Regions from separate parts of the Mus musculus genome. Here regions 2, 3, 4 and 5 are each linked to region 1. Evidence: chromatin contacts called from public HiChIP or PLAC-seq and promoter capture Hi-C data. All regions are on one chromosome and are shown on one strand. Each heading gives the region's core, a stretch centred on a gene start, on an enhancer-like site or on the middle of the called end of the contact. The rest is flanking DNA. Distances are from core to core; before and after follow the strand shown.

Evidence for each region. Promoter capture Hi-C pulls out the DNA fragments that hold promoters and counts their contacts. HiChIP or PLAC-seq counts read pairs in DNA pulled down with a chosen protein or histone mark.
Region 2: an H3K4me3 HiChIP or PLAC-seq map of stem cell-derived neural progenitor cells shows a contact between it and region 1, with 3 times the contacts expected there. The contact joins the enhancer-like site here to the promoter of Ndufaf2 in region 1. A contact is called at or near these places in 2 of 484 Hi-C or Micro-C datasets (bone marrow-derived macrophages and embryonic stem cells), 2 of 115 datasets of contacts at active chromatin or transcription factors (astrocytes and stem cell-derived neural progenitor cells) and 1 of 9 other capture datasets (embryonic stem cells).
Region 3: a contact with region 1 is called in a promoter capture Hi-C map of hippocampal neurons, with 4 times the contacts expected there. The contact joins the enhancer-like site here to the promoter of Ndufaf2 in region 1. A contact is called at or near these places in 4 of 39 promoter capture datasets (the 3T3-L1 cell line, hippocampal neurons and liver) and 1 of 115 datasets of contacts at active chromatin or transcription factors (embryonic stem cells).
Region 4: a contact with region 1 is called in a promoter capture Hi-C map of pre-B cells, with 3 times the contacts expected there. The contact joins the promoter of Ipo11-lrrc70 here to the promoter of Ndufaf2 in region 1. A contact is called at or near these places in 4 of 39 promoter capture datasets (hippocampal neurons, liver and pre-B cells) and 1 of 9 other capture datasets (liver).
Region 5: a promoter capture Hi-C map of liver shows a contact between it and region 1, with 2.9 times the contacts expected there. The contact joins the enhancer-like site here to the promoter of Ndufaf2 in region 1. A contact is called at or near these places in 3 of 39 promoter capture datasets (HPC-7-derived erythroid cells and liver) and 2 of 115 datasets of contacts at active chromatin or transcription factors (astrocytes and embryonic limb bud).

Annotation. Positions count from the first base shown.
Region 1 is chr13:108,156,251-108,160,829 of GRCm38.p6, reverse strand. It overlaps Ndufaf2 (NADH:ubiquinone oxidoreductase complex assembly factor 2), which reads left to right and starts at 2,205. Exons shown (of 4, transcript NM_001127346.1): 1 at 2,205-2,387. The coding sequence starts at 2,261. It overlaps Ercc8 (excision repaiross-complementing rodent repair deficiency, complementation group 8), which reads right to left and starts at 2,092. Exons shown (of 12, transcript NM_028042.4): 1 at 1,960-2,092; 2 at 100-195. The coding sequence starts at 2,036.
Region 2 is chr13:109,257,108-109,261,784 of GRCm38.p6, reverse strand. All of the region lies in intron 3 of Pde4d (phosphodiesterase 4D, cAMP specific), which reads right to left. Among named protein-coding and RNA genes, the nearest start is that of Mir582, 65 kb to the left of the region's middle. Within about 2 kb of position 1,399, at least 274 of the 459 cell types and tissues checked have an H3K27ac peak or open chromatin away from gene starts, as enhancers often do. A contact at or near this core is called in astrocytes, bone marrow-derived macrophages, embryonic stem cells and 1 more, where this site is marked.
Region 3 is chr13:109,578,280-109,583,382 of GRCm38.p6, reverse strand. The region is part of intron 3 of Pde4d (phosphodiesterase 4D, cAMP specific); the gene reads right to left. Among named protein-coding and RNA genes, the nearest start is that of Gm32703, 140 kb to the right of the region's middle. Within about 2 kb of position 1,787, at least 14 of the 459 cell types and tissues checked have an H3K27ac peak or open chromatin away from gene starts, as enhancers often do. A contact at or near this core is called in hippocampal neurons and liver, where this site is marked.
Region 4 is chr13:106,834,124-106,838,959 of GRCm38.p6, reverse strand. Ipo11-lrrc70 (Ipo11-lrrc70 readthrough) reads left to right here and starts at 2,658. Exons shown (of 4, transcript NR_165805.1): 1 at 2,658-2,748. The region is part of intron 27 of Ipo11 (importin 11); the gene reads left to right. Lrrc70 (leucine rich repeat containing 70) reads left to right here and starts at 2,658. Exons shown (of 2, transcript NM_001378597.1): 1 at 2,658-2,748; 2 at 4,124-4,836. The coding sequence starts at 4,396.
Region 5 is chr13:109,479,548-109,484,361 of GRCm38.p6, reverse strand. The region is part of intron 3 of Pde4d (phosphodiesterase 4D, cAMP specific); the gene reads right to left. Among named protein-coding and RNA genes, the nearest start is that of Gm32703, 41 kb to the right of the region's middle. Within about 2 kb of position 2,736, at least 48 of the 459 cell types and tissues checked have an H3K27ac peak or open chromatin away from gene starts, as enhancers often do. A contact at or near this core is called in liver, where this site is marked.

The sequences.
Region 1 (4,579 bases), core at 956-3,455:
TTAAAAAAAAAGTATTTGTAAGAGCTTTCTTGTAATCAGTCTGAAAAGGCAAGATTTTTCTGCACCTCACTTAGAAGGAAACGTGAAGCCGTAACTTACTATCTTCCTTCAACGGGCTCAATGTCGAGGGTGTTAACCCCACTGCCATGGATTCTTTCCACATCCCTGTCTTTGTTTAACTCCAGCCCCAGGACCCTTCAAAAAGGAAAAAGGAAAAAAGATAAAGCAACGATAAGAAAAACATTTAGTATCAATTCCTTATTTCCCCAAGATTACCACAAATTCTGCAAGGCTTTAGCTTCTTACTACATCTAAAGATATTCAGACTTATTAATGTAGGCCTCTAAACAAGTTTTAAACTGAAACACTACTTTAAATTTCATTTAAGCCTCCCTAGTGCTGTGATCCATTAACACAGTTCCTCGGATTGTAGTGACCCCAACCATAAAATTATTTTTGCTGCTGCTTCATAACTGAAACTGTGTTTCTGTTATGATTCATAATATAAATATCTGATATGTAGGATATACGTAACCCCTGTGAAAGGGTAGAGACACACAGGTCGAAAACTGCTGATTTAAAGCTTTTAAGTCCTTAAAAAGTTATCTATGGATAAACAAGCTTTCAGGGAAAGTTAAAAATTCCAATAAACTTGGCTGATGACACCTAGTGGATAAAAGTTTGAATTGCACAATTTAAAGATTCTCTTAGATGTCTAAGACTGTAGAAATACAAACTATTATCAATGCCACAGTTAAAATGAAGTGAAGCGGAGGAGGGTTAGCGGTACCAAAGCGCAGCAAAGCTTTAGGGCGCAAGTGTTAAACTTCTTGATACGGTGATGGTCTTAAAAACATGTCAGCACTCAGCATGTTTTACGCAACCATGAAAATTTCATTTTTCTTTCTGTAGGGGTGCGGTGGAGTGGCATATGTCATTATGCAGCTCAGTTTGACCTGGAACTTGCTTCGGTAGCCCAGGCTGGGCCAGAAATCTTCCTCCATCTGCTTCTAGGAACCTGGGGTCACAGGCTTGTGTCACCAATGTTCAGCGTGTTCAATATCCAGTTTATGTGAATTACAGCTCCAGGTTGTAAACATCCTTTAAAAGATGTTGCCTGAGAGCGCCAAATGTAATGTTTACTATGCTTTTGTCACTAGCAGATGACAGGGAAGGACATCTTCTCTGAATAAATTAGGACTTTCCAGTTCAGTTACAAAAATAAATGAGAATTAAAGAATAACCTCATTACTTTAACAAAACAATAATCTTCACTGAAGCGTGAATATATATATATAATTTCAGTGTAATTTAACTAAATACTAGACCCCGTCAACATTGTTCAAATTTCAGTTACTAAGAAACACCATAAAGCTCAAAGCTCCAAAGCTATTTCATCTACAAGCCACTATATAAATAGCACGTGGTTGGGGACTTATTTACATGCCTTCTTTTCGAAATCCGTACGATTGATTTCTGTACACCTGTTACTCGGTTTACAAACACAGTCAAAGCATGCAGGTTCGTCTGTGCCTCAGAGATAAACCCACATGAAATTCTACAAAAATAAAGGCATTGGTCAACAGAACCAAAGCGCACCAAAGAAATAAGAAGCAGTCATGTTGGCAGTGAGGGTCCAGTGGAAGGCCGTGGGGTGAGCTGGCCGTGAGGATGTTCACAGTCCTGCCATTGGAGAGCCTGCCATCAGGTCTCTCCTGGAGTGACAGTTATCTAACTCGGCTCCCTGGTTACTTCCAACTACATCCTTCATGTACACAGCAAGCTACAATTACTGTGACCTGGGTTTTTCCTTCACACTCTCCCCTACACGCACACGTGGGTCTTCCTCCTCCGGCTCCTGCCGACTTCATCTTCAGCCCAGTCGGTCCTGCGACCCGATCTCCCTGCTCCAGACTCTCCCTTGGCACCGGAAGAGGAAAAGACACGCGCGTGACTCACCTCCGTGTGGACTGCGCTCTACGCAAGCGAAGAGGGTCCTCCAAACCCGACTGTCGAGCGGACAAAAAGCTCAACATCTCGGGTCCACACACCGGCTGGAGGCCTGGGCGCTGCCATGACAGACCGGGGAACTGGGGGATGCAACAACACGGGCTCTCATTGGCCAATCAGCGATGTGGCCTGACCAACGGAGAGCGGCGTTACTGGGGGGCTCGGAAAACGCCGGGCAGTGGGCGGAGCTTAGCGTGGGCGTGTCCTCCGGTGGCGGGTTGAAGCCTCAGACCTTGAGTTCGGCGCAGGCATGAGCTGGTGGTCCGGTGTGTGGCGCTCTGTTTGGAGCGCCTTGTCCAGGGAGGTGAGGGAGCACGTGGGCACGGACCATCTGGGGAACAAATACTACTACGTCGCCGAGTACAAGAACTGGAGAGGTGAGAGCGAGGAGAGGATACCGGTCGATGGATGCGCGTCCCGGGCGGGTGGCGGCCGCCGTACTTGGGGGCCGGGCCTCGGGTGCCCTGGTCCCTGTCCCGGGTCCCAGGACTTGGCGGTTGCCTTGGGCGACGAAGTTTGGACCCGGTCCTGCCAGAGGTTCTGGGGAGCATCGGGAAAGGCCTTGCGCCAGTGCCTTGCCTTGGTCTTCAGATCCGGGTTGTCCGCAGAGTTTGCGGTTCTTGGTGTCGCAGTGTCTGGCGCGCTCTCCCTGTCTGTCGCCGTCCTTGTCAACCCAGAACTTTCCGAATACACTGATCCGTTCTAATGTCCAGGTCGATTTCAGAAATGTGTGTCTAACTAAAACTGTTTTCAAGAACTGGAACGGTTTAGTTAAGAGGTGTTCTTTTATAGCCAGGCTTTAATCCCAGCACTCCGAAGGCAGAGGCGGATAGATCTCTGAGTTCGAGGTCGGCCTGGTCTATAGAGTGAGTTCAAGGACAGCCAGGGCTACACCTAGACCCGTCCCCCCGGGGGGGGGGGGGGGCGTTCCTTGTATGTGTGTGTGTTTGTGACTGTGTGTCTCTGACTCTCTCTGTCCCCACCTCCCCGCCCCCCTCCTCCCCCGTCCCCCTTGCAGCAGGCCACACAATGTCTTTTACTTTTCTCTATTGCTCCAGTATAGAAAGTCGCAGAGAAAGAAGTTGGGTCAGAGTTTAAGCGCTGACTGAGGCAGCTTAGGCACAAGTCCATTTTTCTCACTTAGGTGGTCTTACATGAAAGAGATAATAGTAGTGTCTGTCGCTACTGGGACGGTTGAAGACTGGTCCAACAACTGTGTTTCATTAATTTCTCACAATATTAACTATGTTAAACATTTATAAAAATGTTTTTCTTATCTTTAAAAAAGATTTATTAATTGTGTGTGTATTGCCTGCAGGTGTGTAGTTGTGTATCTGGTGTCAAAGCTGTTGGAACTGGAGTTGATGGTTGTTTAGCCACCATGTGAGTGCTGGGATTTGAACCTGGGTCTTCTATAAGAGCAGCAAGTGCTCTTAACCTCTGAGCCATCTCTCTAGTACCCACTTAACCCTTTTCTAAAACTTACTACCTTGAACTTTTTTGCCCACTGAGCATTTAAATATGCTGCCTCTGCTGCCTGTACCCAGATATCCACTGATCTGGGTTTCTGATGCTACAAATTGGTCTTCGTTTCCTACAGGTTTTAAACGTGAATATTTGTATATATGTCTTTATAGATTTCTTTCTGGGTCCTGTATTTAGGATCATTATTTTGAAGTTCATCTTTATGTGCATCAAAATTTTTACCTTGTTGCTAATGTTCTATCGTGTGGAATGCAGTATATATAGTTTTCTTACCTGCTCACCTGTTCATAGATCTTTGGATTAGTCCCTGTCTTAAGACTGTCACAGATAAATGATGAGACTTATAGATATAATGCGTTCATTTCTCTTTTACAAGGAGAACGCCTGGATCAGCCTGGAGATGTAGGTTAAACTTTGTGAGAAACAGACAGAGTGGCCCTAGTGGCCCATCCGCCTTTAGTCCCAGCACTCAGGAGGTAGAGGCTAGGGAATCTCTGAATCTGAGGCCAGCCTAGTGTACAGAGCAAGTTCTGGAATAGGTAGGACTACACAGAAACACTGTCTCAAAGGAAAAAAACAAAACAACAACACCCACCCCCCCAAAAAAGAGAGAAAAGAAACAGCTTGAAGATCCATTTTGTACCCCCACCAGCACCAACAGTTGAACTAAAGGGTTCAACTGTTAGGCATAATACATACATAATTGATACATACAGATACTCAGTTTTTCTTTACTGTTTACTTTATTTCTAATGAACTGAGTTTATTTGTAGTTGTTTTCCAGGACTGAGGAAATGTCTCACTGGGTTTCAGCCCTTGCTCAGCACACAGGAAGTTCTGAGTTCGGATCCCCAGCACCAAAGCCAGGGATGGCTGTGTGTACCCTACTCCCTAGCTTTGTAGGAACAGACTGGCAGCTCCGAGAGGTCAGCCAGCCTAGTCAGTAGGCAAGTTTCCAACCCAGAGACAGGTGGTGTCTCAAGGTAATGAGGCGGAGAGTATAGATAGAGGAGAAGGCCTGCCGTCCAGCTCTGGCCTCCACATGCCTGTGCACAGGATGTGCGCTGGCACACACAGAGCACCC
Region 2 (4,677 bases), core at 150-2,649, 1.1 Mb before region 1:
GGAACCTGCAGACACAAGACTTAAACTGCCTATTCTTAGGCAGAAACTCCGAGGAAGGTGCCCCATGGCTTCAGTTCAATATTTGATATTTTCAAGAGCAAGAAAATATTGAAAGTCCTCCAGAAAAAACAAAACAAAACAAAACAAACAAAACATGGAAGCAAGTGCATAAAATAACCTCACCCATTATAAAGATGATAAAATATTCATGAAGGAAATATAAGTGCAAAACATTCAAAGCATTCAAATTCAAGAAAAACAAGATCAGAGTAACAAGGGGTTGCCCATCACTTCCTGCGGGCTTCCTAATCCCTTTCCTCTTCCCTGAAAAGGCACGATGAAAATTATCAACACAATAAAGCTGGAGGCAGTTTGGGGGGCGGGGGGGAGGGGCTCATCTGTACACACTACTGTGAGCATCTCTGTTTGCACGGAGTATCACTCAGGAGACGCTAAGTGTGAGGAGCCTCCCCTCTGTTCTGGTCCAATTAGGAGAACCTGGTAGGGATATTAGCATAAGAAATCAAAGAAACGCCACTACTTAGGTATGGGAGCAAACCTACATTCCTTTTGGACATCTGGAATCCAATTTTCTTGTAGGAACTTGCAATAGAGACTGAGCTCTTAGAACCACCCACCTCAACCACTCCTATTACCTATCTCTAGGATTCCTGCCCTGACTTGGGCATCGGTGGGACATACTATGGAGGTAGATTACTTCCGATAAATCACAGGAGTGGAATAGAGATCTTCCTCCCCACCCCCAAGGCTGCAGGAGGAGCAAAAATCACTGAACCATACGGTATGGCTAACATTTCAGGGGTCGGTGCAGACCTTACCATGTATGTGCCACTGTGAAGCGGCGCTGTTTGGGGATGTTGCTACTCAGAAGCATCCTGCGCAGGAGCCTGGGGGAATTCCTGGGAGAAATCACCGGGGAGAGCTTGGGAGAAACGGATTTCCTCGCTGTCTTTGACTTTTCGTGCTGCAACAGGTTTTCCCGCAGGGATTTCACAAGATCCTCATTGAGCCATGGGTTTGGAACATGCGGATTATCCACTTCAGGGACTGTAAGGGTGTCCGGGCTTGTCGTCTGCTGAGCCATTTTCCTGGTCAACTTTGTACAGTTGGCCACAATCCAGGGCAACGTGGTTGCCTGGCCTGTTTCCAGTGAGTCCCTTGATCCGGAGTCTGAGGAATGTCCAGGGAAACAGGTCGGATCCAGCTGCTGTTAGTTCATTCCGCCCCTGCCTCAGTCTCTCGGTGCAGGCTGCTGGGTGTAGACCAGGCGAGCACACTCCCCCGCCGAAGCCTGTTCAACGTCACCCTCCTCCCCCAGCCCCAGCCAAAGATCACTTGACGAGCAGAGCTCGGGAGGCTCGGGAACATGGAGGGAAGCCACCGCGCTAGCTCGGCTTTTGTCAGCCTGCAGAGCAGCCTGTTAAACTATCGGAACTAATGCGGCGCAGCTGCTCCAGTGACTCCTGCTTATGTACATAAAAAGTCCTGGGGGGAGGGCTTAACCATCAGACGCCTGCTACTCCTCTGTTTGGCCTGCCTTTCCATTTGCTTATTCCTGAATGTAAAGGAAAGAAAAACTTGGAACTTGACCTTCCTCTCAGGCAGGCAGGGGCTATTTATCTCCCTATGGTCTACATTCATAAAAGAAAATTACTAGTGCTTTAGTTTTTTCTTTTTTTTTCTTTTCTTTTCTTTTCTTTTCTTTTCTTTTCTTTTCTTTTCTTTTCTTTCCTTTCCTTTCCTTTCCTTTCCTTTTCTTTCCTTCCTTCCTTCCTTCCTTCCTTCCTTCCTTCCTTCCTTCCTTCTTCCTTCCTTCCTTCCTTCCTTCCTTTTCTTTCTTAATTCTTTTTTTTCCCCCTTTAATAAGGGAAGAATAAATATCCAGTAGCTAGACAAGAAGGAATGGTTCCCTGCTTCTAAATTCAGTCTGATGTATCCTATGAGACAAATCATAAGCGAATACTCCCCCCTCCAGAGACAAACCAAAGGTTTCAAAACGTTACACAGGAAGGACGTGAACAGAGACTGTTGGCTTTTACAACCTTGTTAATTATGGTTCTTTCAAAGCACCAAGCAACACTATTCAGACCCACAAACTTGTTTGTAATCTCTTTGTAGTTAAACTTGCCTCCTCCTGCAAGGAACTGGTTATTTTCACAGAAATAGTTAAAAAAAAAAAAAAAAGAAAGAAGTAAGGTTTCAATTGTTACATTATGTTATGTTTAATTGATATTCAGCCACGAGAGGGTAAAATAAATCAAGCCTTTCATAATTTCTTTTAAAAGAATATTTCAATTTGTGGAAAATATAGCTTCAATAAACTTATTTAGAGAAGATTTAAAATAAAGAAAAGAAAGTATTTTCTTACCGGAAGGGAGTAAATTAAAATGAAGAAAATGTTAATACAAGGAAGCAAGCAATAAAACCTGATTAACTCTCTGTGTTGTGTGGCTCCTGGAATGGTGGGAAAGAGCAGGAGTCTGGCACAGGGCTATCTCTAGCACCCTGGTGACTTTTGGGGGATCTCAGATTATTTTACACTTGAAAAAACAATACCTCTTTGAGGAGCTACAAAATACCTCCAGCCCCCTCCCCCCAAATGGAGGGTTAAATAATTAGATACAATGTTTGGGAATGGGGGGCTGTGAGGCGGTATGAAACAGTTCTATAGTCTCTGTTAACTGTAAGTGTCCATACTTCTCCCCAGCCTTGTTGCCCCTTAAAAGTAAAGTCTTTGACTTTCAAATGTTATAGATACGGAAAAGATGCTCTGAAGTTCTGTTCAGCAAAACCTAAGATCAGCTACTCCACCAATCTCTCCTGTAACAATTCACCTCCACCCATCTTGCCTGTAACAATTCACTAGGACACACATTCCATGGTTTAATTTGAATACTTCATCCAAAGATTGAAATTTGAAGAATTAAGTTTTGTTTTGTTTTGTTTTACTTAATTCACCCCTAGAAACACTGCTATGGATATAAAAGGTTTTCACAATCTGCAACATTAAATGACAACATTTCTCAGTGAAATAAAAATCAAACATCTATGCATATTAATTCTACTTACATGTGCTGCAGGTGACTATAATAATTATTTTGAAAGTATACATACACACATGCATATATATGTATATATATGTGTGTGTGTGTGTATAACTATATACATATATAGTTATTTATATAAAGTAAGATGGGAAGCAAAAAAAATCTACATCTAGAGTTATATAAAATGGCTGTATAGCTGTACAGTGCTTGCCCTCAAGAAATTTACTTTAATTTAAATTAAAAAAAAAAACAATGCTTAGAAAATTACACCAGAATACTCAGAAAACCATCTCATCAGATACAGAAAAATATGCTGAAAACCATGTGCATGTGTGATGAAGAAAACCCTAAAGACACAAAAGTATGAGGTCCTAAAGTTATTATAAAATCCATTATGGTCCATAACCTACTAGCTGGCCCTAAACCTGTGCACACACTGTGTGCATATGAATGAAGGATAGCTTGACACTGCCCTTGCCCTCAGGGAGTTTAATTCTAAGGACAGATAGCAAGGGCAACACTTTTTACAGAAAAAGGACTAGACAAAATACTAGGGCTAGTTCTAAGTAGATAGTTTGAGCTGAGTGACCAAATGAAGACCTATTACCAGCAATCATGGGCTCTGTTGGCAAAATCACTACATTGAGGCACACCTAGATCCTGGTTCTTGCTTTCAGTGACCCCAAATAAGGCTGTTAAGAAAAGTAAATTATTTGAACTGTGGTCTTCTTCTAAATGGCCCTTCGTGGCCATGCATAAGGACAGGGCTCACTGTTGAGTATCACAATTTAGCTAAACTAGAAGAGAAATTGCCTATTGGAACCTCACCAAGCCTTGTGGTTAGACATGGACCAAGCCTGGGGAAGGTTGTTGGCCAATCTCCACTGCCCTGGAGCACCGTGGGTTGGGGGGTGGTTTGGTTCTTGGGTAGCTGCAGGACTGAGGGTATCTTCAAAGACCAATTGCTGTCCTTAGGTGCACCTGCGAGTCACCCCTACTCCTTCGAATTCTCCAAACGATGCATTATGTGCTACTTTCTAGAAATAAAAACTTAATTCTGTTTTGAGAATTCTCTGCTACTCTCTTGGATCTACTAGGAAAACCCCACTGCGTGGTGAAACCGCACTTAAAAATCACTGCCTTAGGAAAAGCAAATCGTTTACTGAGTAGCATTTGGACAAAATGGTGATGTTCTGCATAATAATGTTGGGGTCAGAGAGCGCTCTTCCAACAAGAGCACTCAGCAACCTACCTTTTACATGGAATCTCTTAAAAATTAGCTCTAGGGAACTTGTCTGAAAATACTATACTCACTATAAGAGCCAAACAAGGCCTTAGATTTCAGCAAGTGGAAATTTGAGCATAGGTGAAATCCTTAAATGACATCACTAGCACCCATGCTTGGAACAGCAGATAGCATTTATCTTTCCTAGTCACCTCTTGGTAAATCTTCAAAAAAAAACTATTCTATATATTTAGGATACTTTCCAAAGCACTCCAAAATATGTTGCTTCATTAATTATTCACAAACTGTCACACAAAGAAGACACGATTTATGAAGGTTCTGGGACTTATTAAACGTGCCTGTCTGTATTCAGGTGAGTGCTGG
Region 3 (5,103 bases), core at 538-3,037, 1.4 Mb before region 1:
ACTGTGTGTTATAATTCTAAATTGTATCTTTGTTGGTGGACAAATACACGTTGGCTTTATTCTTTAAATTTAAAAATAAATAAAATTAATTGGGAATAGCCTGAGTTTTTCGAGTCTTTCTCTCTCTCTCTCTCTCTCTCTCTCTCTCTCTCTCTATATATATATATATATATATATATATATATATATATATCAGGGTTAGGGTTAGGATATATATATATATATATATATATATATATATATATATATATCAACTTATATAAAATATAAATTGACTTACATGAAAAGGTGATAGCTTTTAAGCAAAAAACCAAAACCAGGGGCAGGATGGAGCAGGGGAATAAATGTACCCTTGGCTTTGGCCCTTGTGAGGATTTGAGTTTTCACCCCTACATCACAGCTGTGAGACAACTGCCAGTGCCTTGCTGGGGTCGTGAGGCACAATTAGTGCAACGAAGCTTAGATAAGAGATCATAGGTGTTGGCTCACTGGAAATTTACATAATGGCAGAACTGTGTGGGAAACACTTGATATTCTGGGCAGAAGGTAATCCTTTCTGAAGTATAAAACAAACCAAAACAGAAAACCAACCAACCAACAAACAAAAAACCTAATTTCCACCAAGAAAAGTTACAATCTAAATGATCCTTCACATTTATAACATTTACACTGGTCAAATCCGGGCAAGTGTATGTTTGGTGAGTCTTGCATGTACTTCTATGTGTGTAGAAGATCAGAAAAAGAAAGGCAAAAAGGGAAGATGGCAATGACAGTCGAAACAAAATGTAATGCCTTCCAAAGTTTCCAAAGTCCTTTCTAAAAATTATTATTATTGTGAGAATTTGTAAAACTAGGAGCACTGCTATTCACAGGGAGAAGGGAACATTTTTATCAAACCATCTAGCTCATTGCTAAATACCAACTAAAACGATAATTTTATTGAACACAGAGGGACGAATCCCAGACGTGTTACCCACAGGCACCTCTCTTCTGCCACAGCGTTCCAACTGCAAGAGCAGAAAGGATCCCCCTAGCACACAGACCCTTGCTCTAAAAATACTGACCTCAGCTTCGAAACCACAGAGCATAGGTTTGCTTGTGTGGCTGGGATGGAAGGCATTGGACGACGGGAGGGAAGTATGAGTTAGCAGAATTCTGGAACTCAGATCTAGAAATCACAACTTCAAGATAAGGGAAAAAAAAACAATCAATCTATTGCTCTCTTCTGGAGTGTGCACATGAACATGTGTGCTTCCTGTGGTACTCTCACATGCTTATTACAGGGTGCAGGCATTAAGTACAGAGACGAAGCTATTGGGTATCTCATAATAAGAGTTGCTAATAAACAAATCCTTTATTTTGCTAAATCCCCTTTCCAATGATCATCTTGGATGATTCTCACGGTAACACTGGCATTTAGCAAGCTCCCCAATTCCGAAAATCCTCAGACCTTGAAACTGGATTAGGTTTTTGCCAAACTAAACAACTAAACTAAGAATATTTGTCAGCTTTCCTTTCAGGTTAATTTTTCCCCCAGCTTTCTCAGTATGCTGAATTTAACAACTAACCTCGCTCCTGGACCCTCCCAGTACAGCAGATCTCCAAAGCCGTTACCAAAGGGTAGCAAACACACTTTTACTGACAACAACCGAGAGAAGGGAAGCAATTACCGTCTCCTCTGTGGCTTAATATCAATTGGCTTGTTGATGGCATAAGGTGATCCGTGAACATAAGCGCTTCGGAATCTAGCCACCTTCCCCAGACCTAGGTGCTCACAGCTGGTTGGCAGACTCATTGTATCCCAAATCAGGAAGTAAAAGCAAATCTTAGTGGCCAGCTCAGCATTCCTGGGAAAGCTGGAAAGAGCATGTCAGATAATGGCTTTCAGCCATATGCTGCTGCTCTGGTCGCTGGGTGCTGCTTTTTCTTCGAGAGTAAACGGGTGTCTCCCGGAGGCTACATGCTGTACCTTGTTTTCTGTTCATGGATACGGAAGCTTGTTGCTTGCTTCTAATCAGAGTTGTGCTCCAGCCAATTATTGGCTGAGCAGATGTAGGAGAGATTCTGTGGCTCGGCAGAAGCCTGTTTCCACTCGGAACTACCCTCTGAGGAGACGGCAGGTTTTAATCCATTTTTATTTAGGTCTAAGAGAATGGCAACCTAATGTACTAGTGGCTAAATAGCTAGTTGTTAACATATACTTCACGCACACATGTGATAGGCAGAGCATAATCAATTACAGATCCATCGTCCTAAACTGACTATAAAGACTTAGAAAATGGTATGGGCGCATGGAAATGATAATGGGTAACTTTTTAATCATTAGGATCAAAACTTGTGGGTTTTCCTTCATAACTTACTATTCACAATGGCAGTGAACTCAGCCTCTTAGGGACAGAAAAATTATTAGCTGAAGTCCATGTGTGATAACATGAACCAATTACCGATTTCTCCCTTCACTAGCAACACTCAGATATGTAAATTCTCCCCGCTCTTTGGGTGAAGAACTATTGAAAAATCTAATAGCAACGCCTTTGCTAATTTAAAGAAATAAAAGACAAGTTGGAGAAATTAGGAAAGATTGCAAATAATTCTGCTCACGACCTCAGTCTTATGATGAAGTTACAGGCTTAACAAGCTCACAGCTTTCAAGATTCATCATCTCCAGTGAAATCCTGTAAGCCCTTGTGTGCAAGCCAAGACATCAAGAATGTAGCGTATTGGGCAACTTCAACAGTTGAAAAACGATTTCCTGCAGAGAGTGATGGGGAGCACTTGAAATACCCCTCAGAAGGTTGAGGTAGAGGGATTGTGAACCTGATGCTAGCTTGAGCTACATCGAAGACAGTGTCTCAATAATTCTTACTTGGGATTTGAATACATACAAATATGAAATCCTTTAAGAAGCTTTGTTATTAATGTGTGCATGTTGTATATATGATGTGTGTATACACATATGTGTGTATGGCATGTGTGTGTGAATGTTTGTAAGGTGTGTGTGGGGTGTGTGTATGTATGTTTGTGTGGTGTGCATGTATGTTTGAATGATATGTGTGGGTGTATGTGTGTATTGTGTTTATGTTTGTGTTGTGTGTGTGATATATGTGTGTTTATGTATGTGTGTGGTGTCTGTGTATGTGTTTATACAAGGATATATGTGCTGCTATGGCATGCAAATGGAAGAGAACAACCAACCATTGAGAATCAGTTCTCTCTTTTCTCAGTTAAAGCCTGGGAATTGAACTCAGGTTTCATTCATTCACCTTTAGCCATCGAAACATCTGATCTGTCTTGTCTATCCTACACAAACAATTTCTTTAAGAATTCACAGAGGCAGGCAGATGTCTATGAGTTCCAGGCTAGCTTGGTCCAGGTCAACCAAGGCAATATAGTGAGATTTTTGTCTCAAGATCAACAACAAAAATGTCTTGGAACCAGTGATCAAATATATCAAAAGTTACTTTTAATGAGGCGACTAAAGTCAGACACTAGACAATTTAACTTCAGAGTTTAAAAATGTAGATGATTTTATTCAATTGTTTTATTTTATATATTCTGAGCTATAAAATGATGATGTGGGATTTTTTTTAAACATGTTTTACCTGTCTTTGCTCCTAGGCTAGCCATGAATTTATAGGCTTTGGTTATCCTACCTGTCTCACCCTTCTAAGTTGCAGGGACTATAAATAGTTGCTACCATTCCCGGCCATACTCATTTAGACATATCACATTACACAGAGATATATAAACAAATATCTTCTCTTTTTTCACATTAATTGTATTTTTCTCAGTGTTTGCTAATATATTTATTTTTCTTAAAGTTCCCAAATATATGTAAACATATGTAACATATACATACAAACATACAGACATATAACACACAAACACACTCATATATCTATGTGCATTACATGTGCACATACTTATATATGTATACATGTATGTATACATGTACACATATGTGTGCATGTGTTTGTGTGCATGTCTATGTTTGTGCTTGTGCGTGCGTGCTCCTTTGGGGTAATTTGTTGTTGGGAATTTGGATCTTGTCACACATAATCTATACACATTTGTGTACCTAATGGACGATTTTCTAGTCAAAGCATGGCAATCTAGTAAGCGCTTTTTACATGAGAGCATATAACATGGCTGTGTTAATATTTCTTCAACTAGTCTTTTTTAGATACTTATAAGCATGGTGTCTATTGATAAGAAAATAGTTTTCAATTTATTTTCTGATAAGTGTGCTTTTATTTCAGAAAATGAGATACTATATGAAAATCATATGTATTTTCTTCTGAATGGGTTATGGCAGTTCACATTTTCTGAGTCCTGTGGACACACATCAATTTCCTCACACTACTCCAAGCATTACTAATTGATATTCAAGTCTATTTCTTTATAGTTTAAAGACAGGTGACTGGGTCTGGGAGACATCTCAGTTGCTAAATCTGGTAGCATGAGCCTGAGGACCTGCGTTTGCTCCCTAGCTCTAACATAAAGACCTAGGTTTGCTGCACTTCTTTGCAATCTCAGTGTTGGGGAAGCAAGATAGGCAGATCCCCAGAGCTGGCTGGACATGTCCTGGTAAGAAGTGCTGTCTCAGAAAACAAAATAGATGACTCATGAAGAGAGATAGATGAGGTTGACCTCTGGCCTCTGCATGCACATGCATACAAAGGCATATGAGAAATTTCACACAGGCAAATGTGAGAAAATGTACATAACGTTGAGGCAATGAACCTCAATAATACAGAGGGATTGCACAGATTCCTTGTTCAACTGAACTTGCTACGGTGCCTACAAAGCTAAGGGAAGCTGAAAGCTGAAAGCACCAGGGCATAAAGAAATGGATTATTGATGAATAATCAATAATGTTAACGTATACTGGGGCAGCGTCCCCAGTTGTATCATGTGAGGGTAGGGCCTAATGCCTGCCTACATTGAAATATGCATGACCATTTAATGTACTTTAATGCCCTTAGGTTTAAGAGGGCCTTTGGCCTTCCTCCTCCATTCCAGAATATTAACCACAACAGCACAAGAATGCAAGATAATTCAAGGGTGTTGTGCAGTAGATTTTCAAATGAAAATTTCCATCAA
Region 4 (4,836 bases), core at 1,409-3,908, 1.3 Mb after region 1:
AGATAGTAATGTTGGCCTTAGCGTTTATAAAAGCATTGTATACTCTGTTAGATTTTAATAAATTAAATTTATTTACTTTGTGTGTCAGAATGTGTACCATGGGAGGTGTACAGATAAGAGAAGACAGCTTGGGAACCAGTCCTCTTCTTCTACAAAACATGTCCTGTCAGGTGAACGTCAGCCTTGGTAGTAGATGCCTTTACGTGCTCTGCCATCATCTTCCTGCCCCTAATCTGTTGGCTTCTCTCTGTTCTAGCTGAATTCAAGTCAGTTTGTACAGACACAGGGAGTTGTTTTCTCTAAAGTCTTCACTTAGTGGTTATATTTTTATTGTTAGAAGGGGTATGTTGCTATTTGGAAAAATTAAACATGAAGAACAAAATTCTTTTGGTAGAATGCAATAGTTTTATGTAATTCATAAAGGTTCTTTATAGTTACTGAAAGAGAATTTTGTAGACTTCCCAAGTGACACCCTCCCCCTGAAATTAGTAGTTAAGGCAATATATAGAAACAGGTAAAGTAGACAGGCTACGGAGGAGAAGGAGTCCTCACGTCGTTCTGATCTTGTCTTGTGTGTCTTCCCTTTATTTTGAATTTAATAGACTTGCCCTTTAACTCTTTCCTGTTTGACTTGTATGATTTAATTGAAAATTGTGTGCATAGTATTCTCTCCCACTTTGTATGTTACTGATAATACTAAAAATAAATTGATAAAAGTCAGAAATCAATGGCTAAACTATGTATAATTATTCAGCTAGAAGACTTTTATTTATTTACTTGTATGTGGACGCATGCGTGAGATAAATATATATGTATGTGTGTGTGTGTATGTATGTATGTATGTATGTATATGTGTGGCACATATATCGAGGGCACAGGACAACTTGAGAGTTGGTTGTGTCCTTTCACCTTGTGGAGACAGGGTCTCTCTTTTTTTCTGCCACGCTGTATACTCTAAGCTGCCTGGCTTGAAAGCTTGTAGACAGCTCTCTTGCTCTCACCTCTGACTCAGAATAGGAGGATGAGATGCATGAGGTGCGTGCCACTGGATCTGGCTTCCTTATATGGTGCTGGGGTCCAACTCAGGTCACCAGGCTTGTATGCCAAGAGCTTTACCTTCTGAGCGGGCTGCCTGGCTCCTAAATCTTTATTTAAATAAAAAATTACGTTATATTCAGATTACTTTTCATGCCAAAGTATTCAAATTAATTCAGACATTCATATAGAGTAAAAAGTAATTCAGGAACATCTACTTTTACTCTTCCGCAACTCATTCCCTCCCTCCCCCCTCCCTCCCTCCCCCCCCTCATGTGTCATATGTAAACACATTGGTGTGTGTGTGTGGTGTACATTTGCACATGTGTTTGAAAACCAGAGTTCATCTTTTTTTTCAAGATAGAGTCTCTTGCTGATTTAGGTAGGATGCTGTCCAGCAGACCTCGGGATCCCCTCCTGTCTCTGCCGTCCCAATGCTGGGGTCTGAGTATATGGAACCACATCAGCTTTTTTGACATGGGTGCTGGTGGTCTGAGCTCAAGTGTTGATGCTTGCATAGTAAGCATCTTACCTACCCAGTCATCTCCCCAGTCTCTTCTCCCTAACTTTTTATCCAGGGATAAACTCTGTTAATAATTTGGTAAGGGAGTTTATGTTACTTTCCAACCCAGGGCATGGCCTTAATTTCCTCAATTAATTGATAGTAATCAGTATTTTCTAAACAAAAAATATTTTTAAAAATTCAAAATATTAGAATATTGTGTTAATATTTTGTTCATCCTAAATTATTTACTAACTTTATGTTCTTTTAAAAATCAATAAGTCTTCAGTAAGTATTTGAAAATAAATAGGACAATGCGCTTAAAAATTCTTGGTGTGGTAGTACATGCCTTTAATTACAGACTCAGGAGGCAGAGTCAGGCAGGTCTCTTATGAGTTCAAGGCAAACCTGGCTTTTATGTATAGAGGGTTCCAGGCTGGCCATGATTACATAATGAGACTCTGTCTCAAATGTTTTTATAAAGATCACTTTATTTTATATACTCCTATTTCAGTGTGCTTTTGATTTAGTGACTGTGATATTGAGCAGGGGAATGTCTGTCAGTAATGTACTTGGCTTCCGATCCTCAACACCTACCTTCAAAATCCAGCTGTGGTCCTAACTCTGGGGAGTAGCAACTGTCTGAGAAACTGTCTGTGAGCTCAGATTGTGAGAACCTAGCTTAACAAGCAAGTTATAGGGTAACAGAGGGGGACACTGGTGTCAATTCTGACCTTCACGCACGCGTGCAGGCATGCACGCACACACAAACACAGAGACAATATGTGTTGTTGATAACTAGAGACTTCTTATTTAGATTTTTGAATACCTCAAGTTTTCAGACATTTGGCTTTAAAATCCTCTTTCAAGTTATAGGAATTACTTAGGTGTATATATTAGGAAAACTGAGTGCGTTCTGAAAAAAAAAATACTTTCCTGAGACTTCCTTTCAACAATACTTTTGAAGCACAGATAAACTTGCTTCCTGTCTCTCAGTTTCCTGTATCCATGGCAACCCCTGTTTTACACATTGGCTGTAGAGGAACCAGTGTGAAGAGTGGCGTTTCCTGCATAGCCATGGCTTTAAAATTCAAAAAACGGTGGAGTGCTGGCGGTCAGCAGTGCCCAGAGGAACTGAGTTAAAGAACGGAGCTCTGCAGAGTTAAAACAAAGCCTTAAAGCCACGTGATGATACGAGTCCCGTATCCTTGGTAAGATTATTTAAGTACAGTTGTTTAGCCGAAAGAACCTGGTGGAAAAGTACAGCCTGCTTTTTCTGTTCGTATTTTCCTAAGTTATTATTTGATGTTAGGCTTCATATAGGTTATGGGGCATGTATCCAAAAATCGTTATCCTCACGTCATTTGTTATGTGTGTCAGAGTCGGTTCTAAAAGTTTATCTTAGCAAACATATTTTAGTTTGTTGAGTTTGAATTATCTTTGCTAAAGAATTGATTTCATAGCTGTGTTAGCAGTTCATACTGTCACCCATAATATGTGTTAACACGCGGTTTTGGCTTATCCTACTTTAAATGGACTATTGAAGTTTCAGTATTTTGATACTTTTGTTTTAAGACCTTTCTGACAATTTAAAATTTTGTCTTTGGAGTCAGTTCTGATGTGGAAAAAGAAGTTAGGTTGGGTTACATGTGGATTTTTATTTTCTCTTCCTTGCCTGTGTTTATTTCTGGTTGCTACCTGCTCTTTTTTTTGTTCGTTTGTTTGTTTTTAATATCATTATTGTTATTTGTATTCTTACCAACTCTAAATGGAAGACAGACTACCCCAGTCCTTTCACATTCCTTAGAATTTTCCTAAAGGTCCAGTTTTTCTGGATTTGGGAATAATGTTTCATGTTAGTGAAATTGGATTATTTAATTCTTTTCCAGAATTCTATTTGGGTAACTATCACGTATGAATATCTTAAAGGCTTTGTTCAGTTAAGCCATTTGTATTTTCTATCTTTAAACAGTTGTATAAATTGCTTAGCGCCTAAGGGGTGATGAGATGTTCATAGTTTATATTTGTGGTCTAACTGGGTGTCTTTTGTTCTAAGGACATTGATTGGTGGTGTGTAAAAGTCTACACTTACCGAGAACTCACCACTGTCCTAGACATAGTTGGTATACTTGTTCTGTTCCCAGATTCTTTTTATTGAACAATAAAAATTTAAGGACATAGATCTCAGACTTTCAATGTCTTATCTCTCTTCATTTTTTGTATCTAGAAAGTAATATCTTAACAAAAGTAACATTAAATGTTGTTACAAATCTTGAGACTGTCTTTAAGTTACCTTTTTGAATCATGACAGCCTTTTGCATTTATCAGTGAGCTATTAATGTAAATTATTCCCTCCTGAAGCGTGTAAAGATCATAAATGTCACTAGGATTGGGTTTAGTAAAATTAACAACCTTAAACATTTGACTTTAACTGAGAGTTATTTTAGAAATTGTAAACCTGATACATTTAGCTTGTTAAGCAATTTATTGTAAATTAGAAACAAGCATCTTAACATAGATAATAATACATTTGAACCTCTGGGAGCATCTTGAAGATCCTTAATCTGTCATTTAATAATCTTACAGAATTACATCCAAGGGTCCCTAAGCCATTGTCTTCATTGACTCCTCTTCAGGCAAATTCCAATTTTGAGAATACAAACTTTTGGGTCTTCAAGAGTGGCTAGCCTCGTCAGCCCTTGCTGTAAACATCTGTTATCAGAATCCCATATCTATGTGTGGCAGAACATTATGTTATATTAAATGGACTAACATTACAAATTGCCTTTACCTTGGACCAATATATCCAGAACTTGGGCTGTAAAATCTCTTCTATTCATCACACGACCACTGCACTAATGATGGCCTGGCATAAAGTAAGCACAAGTGGGAACCCGTTGGAAAGCCCTGTGGCGGAGAGCAGTCGCGTCTGGGAACCGGCCCGAGCTTCCCCGGCCAGTAGACCTTTTCAAGAGAGTACACTTGCTAATGCACTGGAGACGACCGCAGTTGTGTCTGCGCAGACACAGCTCACTTCTGTTACCTTGACCTCGGAAAAAAACACTGCTCTACCAATTGATGCCTCTTCTGTGTCAGGAAAAGCATCTCTCATTTGTACACAAGAAGTTGAGAAGTTGAATGAGGCCTTTGACTTTTTGCTAGCTTTTTTCATCTTAGCTTGTGTTTTAATCATTATTTTGATCTACAAAGTTATTCAGTTTAAACAAAAACTAAAGGCTCTAGAAGACTCAGTGGAAAATAGACTCGAGTATTACAGCTTTTATCAGTCAGCAAGGTAC
Region 5 (4,814 bases), core at 1,487-3,986, 1.3 Mb before region 1:
TGGGCCAACATTTTTGATGAATTAAGTAAATTCTAAGTGCTCTCTGCCTAAGTATTTCTAGCTTTTCCATATTGTACAAATTTACAGTGTAAAGGCAACTGTGGCGTCGCCGTGGCTCGTGACGTTAGTCATTCAAGGATGAGAACTCATGGAGAAAAGGAGATGCTCTGTGGTGAACCTGCAGGCAGAAGCCTGAGGGGTTTAGGGCGAAGCTTTGCTGCAGCAGTAGAGTGCTTGGAGTGCTTATCTGTAGCAACTAATGTGAGTAGCAAAAACACACTCAAACCAGAAGGATCAACCGTAGACAGGGGGAAGAGAGTGACTGGATGGACCAAATATCCACTCAGAGTGGTCAGATTTTAATCAAGTCTGTCTGGAAAAACAAAGTAGCACACCCACCATGAGGTAGGTGATCTCCAGGCCCTCAAATTGAGACTGGAGAGGGAGAATCAGCCTTAAGGAAGGTGTGGCCACTGGTAGGTTTCCACTGCATGATCTCTCACCCATGCACATATGGATGCCACTTACTGTCCTGAGTGGGTTCATCAAAAACAAAGAAGTAAAAAAGATGATGTTTGGAAAGGAATGTTGGAGGGAAAATGGGAGATCTGGGTGGGAGAGATGAGGGGTAACTATAATCACATTCTATTTTATATATGTATGAAATAACCGAAATTAAAGAAAAAAATGTTTTTTTAAGATTTTAAATAAAAAAGAAAGCATTTTAAAAGCACCAATGATGTTTCACCAAGGGCCCATGACACTTTCAAGGGCTTAAAAAAGTGTTTGAAGTGAATGTAATCTAGTGTAGATTATGTTAACTGTATATCACTATAGCAATGCAGTCATCTTATTTTTAATGGGAGGAAAAGAGCTACAAAGTCCAAGTGCCTTTGACATCCCATAAACGTTCCAGCTAGACTTGAGCTATGTTCTATTTACTCTTTGCAAGCTTACCACGGCTTTTCGGTAAGTTGAAATACTATAAGCACATTAATAGTGTGTTTCTTTTCTCTCTCTTACCCCCAAAACCAGCCCAAGTGAGACACATGGGCAGGATATGAATGCCAAATGCAGTCTAGCTGGGTGACAAGAGGACAGGATTTCCTAGAGAAGTCTCTTTCAGTCCAAATCTCCCTTCTCATCTCTGGAACAATTTCAAAGTGATTTCAAAGTCTGAAAGGACCAGAAGGAAAGAAAAGATGGCAATATGGTAGAATATTGTGACTTAACGAAACTTCTCATTTAGATTTGGTCACCCACTGATCTTTTTTCCTTCTTCTTTTCTTTAACACCGAATGAGCTATTCAATGGGGGTAATTCCTGAGCACAGTTTTATACTTGGTATGCACCCGGGTATATCAAATTACTGAGTAAGTATTGGGTTTAGTAAGTTAAAGTGAGCAAATAGTTAAAGGAGGCTGGTGTAAAAGCTAAGGCCAAGCATGCCTTTCTCACACACCACAGCACAACTAGACATCATTTGGGTGCGAAGTGTGTCTTCACACCCATCCAGCCATACTGTGATTTTATGATAACTCTACCAGGGAGTTAGTTAGTCCTGATGTTTTCCCTCTCATGGGATGCACATGTCAATATACTTCCCCACTCCTTCTTAGCTTTAGCTAGTGTGTGGAGTGGAACTGAAAGTAAATGATGAGCAGCTGAAATGAACCGGCTTTGATTTTAGGAGACTTTGTTAGTATTTCTTAGCAATGGGGAACAGATGCTCATCCAGAGACCAGCACAGGTGTGCTTCGCTCTCTGTGTTTCTGCAAGGGGACTTCTGAAGAGGTCCAAGAGGCAGAAGGAGGAGAGAGAAAGAGGGATGAAGGGCTGTTCTAAGCACCTCAGGAGAAGGTTTGGAGCATGTTTTCAACCATAAGAATGAACTTTAAACTTCTAAGTTACATCATCTGCTTGGCTTCTTTTTTTTTTTCTTCTTTTATTTTGAAGTCAGTTTAAACTTGGTTTCTGCCCTTGCAACTAATAAAAGCAAAACCTCTGACCAGTGTTCTTCATCTCATAGATCTTTCTAACACCAAGGAACATAATAGCAATCTCTTTACATTGCAAGTTGGTCTTGCTTATTTACATTTGGCTGCCCTCGAACTTGATAAGGGACTTGAATGGAGTCTTCTGGCATCACTGAGCAATTTCATTCATTCATTCATTCATCCAACAGACTGCTGCATTGTAATTGTGTTTCAGGCTTGCCCGCTACGTACCAGAAATTTGTAGTTGAATACAATGGACCAACAGTCTCCATTTAAAACTATGTGTTCTGTAGTAGATTATTGACGATTACATAACCGATGAAGTTGCGCATTGTCTAATTATTTAGGAAACCAATCCAAGTAATTGAGAATAGTGATGCAGAAAAGGGGTGAAGAGTGGTTGGGTTCTGTTTCATTAAGGACAAGACATAGTAGGAGAGAACTGAGGACAGGAGATGACTCAGATCCTCAGCCGAAGGTAGTCTTGTCTCAGTTGGGTGTGTGGCAAATTTCCCTCACAGGAATTTATCTATTTACACAAGAAGTAAATTCCCAATGACATAGAACTAGCACTTCTTGCTGCCAGCCCTTTGAGGGAGCCTGGCATGTTTGTTTTGTTTCACTGGGTAAACAGAAATGAGAGTAAGGGAAGCTGGAGCTCCTGTGAATCCGCGTTGCACTCTCAGGCATGAAGGCTGCTGTGGGAACTGCTGACTAACTCTGCAAAACCCCAGGAGCTCCCCAGGCAAAAGCACCTGTCAACACTAGCATTGAACAAACAGCGGCCACCGGCCAAGTCCTCCGGTGGTGTGAGGCAAATAAAATATGCTCCCTCTTAGAAGTTCATGACGTCTGGCAGGTGAAGCAAGAACAAGGCGGATCATTTTTGAAAAGCCACTCTGCACCATTGTGTATGGCCTCCAAGCAACCACTGTGAATGTGGAGTAATACATAGCAAATTAAAACTCTCTGTGTGTGTGTGTGTGTGTGTGTGTGTGTGTGTGTGTGTTTCATTTCATGATCACAACAAGGTACTGGAACCCATTTGAAATACAACATCTTACAATTCTGCAGGCATGTGAACTGTCAGCCAGAAGTAAGAGTTGGGTGACATTCTTCAGATTATGGTAGCCGAGGCACTTTCTACAAATTCTTCAAGCACAGACAAAGTTCTACTTAGCGATGGGATTTATTTCAAATCACCACAGCTCTTACAGCTTCTCAGTGTGAGTTGTGATTACAGAGCCTTACCATAACCAAGAATTTTCAGTAGGGTTCCAAACAGCCAGTATGAAGCGTACTTATCCCACATTAATATGATCCTGTGATGAGCATGAGAGATCCAAGGGGGAGGCCACCGAATTCTACCTCAGCCTTCACCGACTGTATCCCACCCCACATCAAAAGAGATATTTGTGGCACACGAAGCAACACACACACACACACACATACACACACAATGCACACACGTACATATACATACACAAAAAACACACACAACACACTCTCACACACACAAACACACAGGTACCATGGCTTAAATTGTAAGTAAATATGAGTGTAGTTTGGGCTGAGCCTACTTTTATTCTATTATTAACAATGGCAAAGTTAGATTTCTAAAATTCTCCAAAGGTTATTAATAATCACTACTCAGGGAATTATGAAGCATTTTGTTAAAAGTCTTTTAGAAACAATCTACTATTATTTCTTCATTTTTCATATGAAGAAACTTTCTAGAAGTTATCTTAGTAGGAGTATAGAAATTAACTACAATATTTCTGAGGCACAGATATTGATATTTTATTATGAAATCATGTTCCCATATGTTCTCTGTGTGTGTGTGTGAGTGTGTGTGTGTGTGTGTGTGTGTGTGTGTGTGTGTGCACATATGCATGCTTGCATGTTTGTGTGTGTCTGCTGTAACAAGGCCGGGTAGACGTGAAACAGGCTTCCTTCCTCAGCCTTCCGAGTTCTGGAATTACAGGTGTCGACCATCATGACTGACATTAACTTCTCTTTCTTCTTTAAATATTGGGCTCACATTTTATGAATTTTCACTTAACATTACATAACTATCTCCCATAATAAATATTATACTTACCTATCATATGCATGTATGTTAAACTAAGTCTCTCTTCTGAATATTGGGCTCATTTTCCTCACACCCCAACCCCTCCACGAAAGTACAATGATGTAGTTAAATATTCTCATACAGCCTTGGTTGTTTTCCTGGGATGCATTTTAAAAAAAAATTTTTTTTTGGTTTTTTGAGACAGGGTTTCTCTGTGTAGCCCTGGCTGTCCTGGAGCTCACCTTGTAGACCAGGCTGGCCTCAAACTCAGAAATCCACCTGCCTCTGCCTCCCAAGTGCTGGGATTAAAGGTGTGTACCACCACACCTGGCTCCTGGGATACATTTTGTGATATGCATGCACATACATAAAACATGGTTCTTCTCTGCAATATCCTAATTCCTCACCAATACCACTATTCTAAATTTGATCTTTTTTGTAAAATATATTCTCAGGTGATGACTTTTACAGCTCTATGTAAAACTTGTTAGATTTTCAATTTTATTTTGACTTTCTTACATATTTATTTCCTTAGATATTTTTTAAAAAATTTGTCAAAATGAACAATAAGATGCTAATGTACACATTATTTTATTTTCTATAATTAGTTTTTATAGATTAACTTGCAGGGACTATTTGTCTTTTAAGATTTACTTTTTTCTCCTTTAGAAAAATGATTTTCACAGAAATTATTATAGGGACAATGTGTTCTGATATCTAGAATTGGATGTTGTCTGGGAGGCAGT